2 separate regions of the Sus scrofa genome follow, and region 2 is linked to region 1. A link is a contact called in public HiChIP or PLAC-seq data. All regions are on one chromosome and are shown on one strand. Each heading gives the region's core, a stretch centred on a gene start, on an enhancer-like site or on the middle of the called end of the contact. The rest is flanking DNA. Distances are from core to core; before and after follow the strand shown. Region 1 has its middle 74 kb from the start of TM2D1. Region 2 has its middle 190 kb from the start of TM2D1.

Region 1 (3,639 bases), core at 707-3,206:
TACCATAAGCAAAAGAACGTCTCTGAGCTATTAAAATCAGACTTAAACTTAAAATTTTTACTTTCATCTCTACAGTCATAGATGTCTGGCCATTGACTTAGAAGAACTTGAAAGAAAACAAATTTCCCCTTTGAAAGCATTTAAAAACAAAGGATGTTTATTTGTTCGACCACGAGATTTTTTTTTTCCGGAGCATTTTTAGTGTGAGGGGTATGTGGTAAATAAGACATGTTCCCTGCCTTGGCAAAGAGTATATATTCTATCAAGGGAGAAAGAGGCATAAAAATATGCATAATACAGTGTCGTATGTCACATAGCTCAAGCAATAGAGTTATATTGAACAGATGACAGAATGATTAATTCTTCAGGGCGAGTGGCACATAGGCATAGCTATGAAAGACTTCAAGGGGGGTGCATTTGAGAATTCTTGAAAGACAAACAAGAGTTTGTGAAGTAGAGCAAGGAGGGGGGAGAAATTCTAAGAGGATGTCCCTAGAGGACTCTGGGTACTCAGAACTAGAGCCATCGGGGTGAAACCACAGGGTGTCTGATCCTGTGTCAGAAAGCCATGCTTCCATTCAAAGTCTGGCCATCACTACCCATCTAGTCCAAGCGTTCTGCTCTCCTTTGACCAAGTAGAGAACTCTCATTTGCATGGGCCCCAACCCACAACATCCCCATACTGTGACTGTTGCCTGGAGATGGCTCACATTTATCTGTTGAGATGAGTGGTCCTCTTTCTCACAACCCAGCTAAGGCCACTGGACCCAGTTTTCCAAGGTGCCTAGAAAGATGAGGCTGTGGCCCAAGGTAATGCTTATGTGGGCTGGAGGATACAGAGAATAGAATGGCTGCGACCTCTAGACTCTGTCTGGCTACTGGTACAGCCCCTCCTAAACAACAAACAGACTTAGTGAGTGACCACGCCACCAAAAAAGTGTGTGTGGGGGGGGGGGAAAAAAGCGTGTTTGTGTGTGTGTGTGTGAGCGAGAGAGAGATCTTTAAATTTTAATAGCTATTCAGACAGTCCTTAGAGAGAGAATTGGCAGCTTTGGCCTAGAGGCTGCCCCCCACCTGTCTCCAGGCACTGCAAACACAGCTGTGTAAGAAGGAGACAGTCAAAGCTTCCAAGGAGGAAAAAAAACACAACACCACGGTGCAGTGTGGGGTGGGGGGGTAGGGGGTGCAAACAATGGGAGGGCCTTTCTCACAAACCCACTTGGGACAGAGCCGGTCTAGCAACTGCAGAAATTAGCAAGGAGGACGCGGGCAGGTTTACAAACAAAAACAAAAACCACCCCTCCAGCCTAAAGTAAAATCCTTCAAGACCCAACTCAAGGGCCACTTTAAACCCATTTTTAAAGGAGGAGACGGAGCGCACAGCTCAAGCTGAGGGGGGAACAAGGTAGCCTGCTTTTCTGGCAGGGTTCGCCTTCAGGTGTTGTCCTCGCATCGAGGTGAAATGCAAAGACGATTGATGCTCTGTCAGAGAACTCAGAGCGCCTTACGCGAAACGCAGGACGCCCTGGGAAGGTGCCTAGAAACTTCTTTATCTGGCTTTTTTTCCAGACTGAAAAGCGCAGGCATTTTTCAAGTTCAACTCTTTAGAAAAGTCAGGAGAAGCAAGATTTCAACAGATGTTAGCGGTTCTGCAGTGGTCAGGGGGGGCTGCCCCTCCGTGAAAAAAAAAGGGGGGAAATGAGAAGAGGGAGGGAAACAGGTCGTCGTAGAAGAAAACCCAAGCAAGGCGGTATTTTCGGTATCATTTTAATCACAAAATAGCACGAATGCGGTCTGTGCCTGCGTGCTACCCAAACGTCGATCTGAATACCACTGAACGCTGGTTTGAAAATTTCCATTTTTGTAATTTGCTTTCCTTTGTTAAGCCAAGACTTGAGAGGAACCTGGCAGCCGTCTCCTAGTCTGGCACGATTTCCCCTCCGACGCACTGGGTTGGTGGGGACGTGGAGGGAGGCCTCCCGAGAGAGGAGAGGGAAGGCGGGTTGAGAAGCGTCGGCGGGGCCGCAGCCTCTCAGCCAGGGGGTTTGGCTCCACCTACAGGAAGCAGAAGGTACTTCAAGCCGATCCCTCTTCTGCCGCGGAAACCGGGTGGGATGGGGGTGGGGTTGGGGGACAACTGCTGGTGAATTTCCCGGCCAATCAGAATGCGGCGTGTAAGGAGCTGGCGGTCAGGACTCGGCAGGTAGAGATCTGCATCACCAGATCCAGAGCAGCATATCGGATGCAGCGCCGGGATTCGTATTTGGAGGAGAAAAGACTTCAGGCCTCCTCTTATAACCTACGAATTGATTTCACTAGTTAAATATAAGCCCTATTTGGGCTATTTCTGATCCCAGTTCAGGGCCAGCACAGAGTCACTGTGCCCAACTGCTGGATGAATGAACAAACAAATGAATCCAACACACAGGATAATACACTCAATTAAGCAAGAGACCTAATGTGATAAAAACAAATGCGCCCCCCACCCCCCACCCAGGAATAAATGTGAGTAATCAGACATTTTGTTAAGGGCTAGTAATTGCTACAAAAATCCTGCACCATCTTAGACTAGTCCAGTGGTCCATTTGCAATGTGGGTAGCACTAATTAAGAACCACTCATCTGGAGTTCCCCTTGTGGCTCATCAGGTTAAGAAGTCCATTAGTATCCATGAGGAGGCGGGTTTGATCCCTGGCCTCACTCAGTAGGTTAAGGATCCCACCTTGCCATAAAGCTGTGGTGTATAGGCTGGGAGCTTCCATATGCCAGAAGTGCAGCCCTACAAAAACCCAAAAAAAACCAAACAAAAACACTCATTACATCTGATGCCCTTAATTTGCGGATGAGTAAGCTGAGGCTTGGCGAGGTTCCCCTCCTCAATCCTCCTCCCCCCGCAACTCCCCTCCCGCCCCAACAAGTTTGTTGGTGGTAGTACTGCTTTGGGGCTAAATTTTCGTGACCTTCTCTCTGACGTTTGTTTACAAAAGCCAGAGAATTGTTCTGCGGGACTGCGGCTTGACCAGCACAGATACGCTTAGCTGATTGGCTCTCTCTGGCGGAAGCTGACTACCCCACCTACCTGTGGTCCCGTCCCTGAGTTTCAGTCCCAGCCCCTGCTAGGGGCTAAGGCAGCTGCTCCTGCTGCTTTACTCCAAAAATCAAATGCCGCCTGGGGTTGGTGCCAACCGGTTGCTAAACTTATGGATTCATTTTATTTAAGCCTAAAAGGCAGTCTTTGAACTTGTGGGTTTGTAGGCTACAAACAAGCAGGTGCTATGTTTTAGCAACACAGGTCTTATATCTAGCACATCTACTTATCAGAAGTGTTAATAAGAAGTTATTGAATGTCCCAGTGATTGTTACAGATGAGGATATTTACCAACTGAAAAAGAATTTTTGCTGTAGGCAGTTAGCACTCAGTTTCCAACTTAAAAATGTGAAGATTCTTCCTGTAAAGAGACTGCATTTGCGTTGTTTCACATAAATGATGATGCAGTGAAAGTTAGAGATCAGAAGATCTAGATTCTAACCACAACCCATTATAAAATGGAAATAAGACTGTCATGACCTCTGAAAGGATTAGACATGAATCATTATTACAACAATAATCACAATATTAATAATAGCTTTGAACTGTTAT
Region 2 (4,017 bases), core at 1,057-3,556, 110 kb before region 1:
AAACCTAGATGACCTTGGCATTGGTGATGACTTTTTAGATACAACACTAAAAGCACAGCCCATGGAAGAAATAATTGATAAGCTGGACTTCATTAAAATTAAAAACTTCTGCTCTGCAAAAGACAATGTCAAAAGAATGAGAAAGCAAGCCACAGACCGGGGGAAAATATTTGCAAAAGAAACATCTGATAAAAGATTCAGAGCTCTGGGTTGGAAAAATCTCATTGGCTTAATTAAAGCCACAGATCTCCAAGGAGGGGATGGGAAGGATTTTCCCTTCAGCGCCCACCTCTGCCATTTGAAAAGCTACTGTGTGGCCAGTCCTGCCCTGGCTTCCTCCCCCCACCCCCACAACCCTGATCCAGGGACCCTATGGGAACTGCAGCTTCCATCAGTATCCCTAGGCTTCAGATAGCAGTGGCGAAGATGAAGGCACTGGTGTTCCCTCCAGAAAAGTATTTCTCAAGACTTTGGCGAAGGGGATGTCCTCTGTGCTCTCCTGGGAGACATAGTTAGGGAGTGAGAGGGTAAGTTGCACATGATAAATTCACTCCAGCATTCCTATCTCTCAGAGTCTGGATTCTTTCCTTTACTTGATATCAAGGAATTTATGACATCTCAACTCTGTTTAGTGTTGGCCACCATTGAGTCCAGATTCCTGTCAACCAACTGAACAAACAACGGTGTCTACTCCCAGCTGTTCGAATTTGCAACAAAATCTGGAGGCTCTGCTCAGTGCATCCATGTCAACGACTTCAATGTGGTCTAAAATTATGTTCTTTTGTCCTTAGTCAAGAGCCTGCAGAATTCATTGCCACACAGATTCCCCAGATCTTTGAAGGTGTAAATTAGCAAAGTTTTGCAAGTTTCTTGTTATATGCCCTCTACTTGCAGGTTTGACTTTTTTACTGCCCACCTCCCCATGGGTATTCTAGCTCTGACCCTAAAGACAAAGGAGAATTGCTGTAATGCAGATCATAAAAACAGACTTCTTTGGAGGTCCCGTGTGGCTCGTCGGCTCAAGGATCTGGTGTTGTCACTGCTGTGGCGTGGGTCATTGCTATTCAGTCACTGGCCCTGGAACTCCCTTATGCTGTGGGCATGGCAAAAAAAATATATATATATAGTATATATTAATATATTATATATATAAATACCTCTACTATCAGTGTAACTCTTTCGAGTAAGGGAGTTAATAGCATCTTTGAGCAAAAAACAAAGAGTCATCAGTAAAGGAGAAGGGCCACCGTGGCTGACGGGGCAGCGTCTGTGAGTTGTCTGAGTCCTTCCTGTTCCTATACCCTCATTCCAAGTCTCAGCCTATCTGTGCTTTAAGTTTCTCTGGAGAGATGTCTCAAAGCTGAGAAGTCCACTGATGGAATTCTACAAACCTCAGATCTTACTTTGAATTTGTTTTCCAGTCTCTCATTTAGCACTGCCATGGTAAGTTCCTCGGTGTTAATATATGTTTTAAATGGAGCATCCGAGGGGTTTAAACTTGTTCCCTTTTGGTAAACTAACCAAGGCCAGTGGAAGCAGCCACATTTTCCTACAGTCCTTGAACTCCTCCGGTCTTGTACAGTGTCCCAGAATAGTGGTCTCAAAGCCTTGCTCTTCTTGAGCCCTTCGTGCAAATGACTACAGATCCCCTTAAGATGTTCAGCTGCCATGAACCAGGGGCTTCCAAATTCCTATCTCTGAATCCTAAAAAAGATGATTGTTGTCATCGACACCCCCCTAAGGCAATATAATCCATCCCAGATTTCTACCTTAAAGCCTTTCCCATCTGAAGAGCCTGCAGCATACTCCTTGGTACAAATCTCTGTACTGGGAAAATGTAAAGAACAGAAACAGAGTCGGACTAATTTTCATAAAAGAAGAATTTGCTGGAAGGTACTGGATAGCTCACGGGTTTGGACAATTATCAGGAACCCAGCAAGGCCAGGCAGCAGGAAACACTGGCCAGGATGTGGCCACAGCCAGTAACAAAGAGAGCCAGTCTCGTCATTCCTCTGGCTCAAGAATCAATCCTCCGGATAGAAACCTTCAGTGAGTGATCACAGGTCACATGCCTCACTCCAGCAGGGGAGAAGGGTAGCAGAAGGAGGGAACACTTCTCCGTCGGGCTTCCATCAAAATCCCAGAAAGGGGTTTGGTTATGGGAAGCCAAAAAAAATGTTGCGCCCCCCCCGCCCCCCGCCGCTTTCTGGGGAAGTTTATAGCTCATAGTGCTGGCAGAGGGGTAGGCAGAGTCATTAGTCACCTCCATTGGCTCACCGAGGTGTTGGCCACTTCTACGTGGTCTTACATCATGAGCCGGTGCAGGTCACCGTGGATTCCACATCCACCCACCAGCAAGAGCTCTGGCCCCATCTTTCTCTGTGCTCTGGAAACTTCCCTCCATCCCTACTGTGCTGTGCTATGGGAAAGTATGGGCCATGACAAGGCTGTTTCCGTAGACAGCTTACTTGGCTGTTTCTACTCTAGGGTAGAAAAAGAGAGAGGGCTCTTGTCTTCCTCAAGTCTGCCTGGAATTTCTGCTGTCTCCTCTCACTTGGCGCTCGACCTAAGGTTCCAGGGGTGGGATGCAGGCATCTCACTATGTACGTGCTCTCTGTGTTTCTTCTGTGAATTTCTTTTTACCTTCTCCAGTCTGGTGAATCTTTTTGTGGTTGCTGATACTGTTTTGTTCTGAAGATGGGATAGTCTGGCTTTATATTCTAAATCCCTAAATCTATGACTTAGACCCTGACTCTCTTTTGTTTTCTTCTTGGCCATCTCTCTTCCAAGATAGAAAACATAGAATATACAAAGCTGTTTGCCAAATCAGGGGAAGATGTATAAGACAATAGGAAATACTGTGAAGAAAAATGAAAATTAAAATACTATAAGTAAGTTAAAAGACTATAAGATATCATGCGACTCTACTGGGTTTGCTCTTCTGTATTTTTAATTTTTCATTTATTAAATCAGGTTATAGTGTAATTTAAAACCAAACTGCTTGCCTTACGAGACAGTGAGCTCTCCATCGTTGGAGGTATTCAAACAGAGACAGGATGGCCATCTGTTAGGAAGGCAGTAAAAGAATGTCCCCGTTAGTGGCAAGTAGAATGAAATGATGTCTACCTTCTATTTCAGAGTTAATGTTTTATGCTTTAATTTACTTTTTATTACATTTCTTATTTGTTCCACAGATCTTTGCATCTTAATGGGACTCTTTTGCGGTCTCTACTAATTATAAAAACTAAAAATGGCCTCCCTGCTTTCTAATAAATCAATCAACATTTTTAATAAACGTGTTCTGAATGCCCAAGATTGGGTATTTCCAGTTCTGTTGGTTCTCCTGGCTTTGATACAGACCTTTCTGTTACAATGGCTGTATTGTTCTTTTCCATTTCTTCTGGCCTTTTCTCCATAAATCTTGTAAGGGGTGGGTGCCTGCTTATTTTTCCTGGGTAAAGAGGAAAAGGTACTGCTTACCTAAGGTTGGGGAACTCATCTTTTAAAACACTGAAGAAGCCCTAGACTTGACGTAAAGGAGTACGTGCTTCAGTTCTAGACACGGCTCTTTCTGAGAAACCAGTCAACCTCTCTGAGCCTCAGTTTCTCATATGCAAAGTGAAGACGGTCCCTTCGTATCAGCTCAATCCAAAAGAAGCCAAGATGACACGTCAGGGGTGGGACAATCTGGATGCTCTCACGGCTTTGTGTCGATTTATCTGCTACTCTGCCTCCTCTTGGCCTCGGCTCCCCTCTCCCTCTCCCTCTCCCTCCCTTTCAGGTAGCAAGAATGACGGCGGTGTTTTCTGGCCTCCCCCTTGTATATTATGTGCTTCAAAGGAGGAAGACTGGTCTCTTGCAGTTGTCATGATTGAAGAAAGGGGAAACTTCTCTCCTGGAAGTCTCAGCAGCTGTCTCCTCACGGTTCACCAGGCAAACTGGATCCCATGTCCCTCCTGACGGATCCTGAGGACCCGGAGTGGGCTGAGCTGAACAACTTAGGCCAATCAGAGACTC

Evidence for each region. HiChIP or PLAC-seq counts read pairs in DNA pulled down with a chosen protein or histone mark.
Region 2: an H3K27ac HiChIP or PLAC-seq map of skeletal muscle shows a contact between it and region 1, with 8 times the contacts expected there. The contact joins two enhancer-like sites. A contact is called at or near these places in 4 of 47 Hi-C or Micro-C datasets (heart right ventricle, retroperitoneal adipose tissue, skeletal muscle and 1 more) and 1 of 2 datasets of contacts at active chromatin or transcription factors (skeletal muscle).

Annotation. Positions count from the first base shown.
Region 1 is chr6:150,687,513-150,691,151 of Sscrofa11.1, reverse strand. No RefSeq gene overlaps it. Among named protein-coding and RNA genes, the nearest start is that of TM2D1, 74 kb to the right of the region's middle. Within about 2 kb of position 1,956, at least 38 of the 83 cell types and tissues checked have an H3K27ac peak or open chromatin away from gene starts, as enhancers often do. A contact at or near this core is called in skeletal muscle, where this site is marked.
Region 2 is chr6:150,798,395-150,802,411 of Sscrofa11.1, reverse strand. No RefSeq gene overlaps it. Among named protein-coding and RNA genes, the nearest start is that of TM2D1, 190 kb to the right of the region's middle. Within about 2 kb of position 2,306, at least 8 of the 83 cell types and tissues checked have an H3K27ac peak or open chromatin away from gene starts, as enhancers often do. A contact at or near this core is called in skeletal muscle, where this site is marked.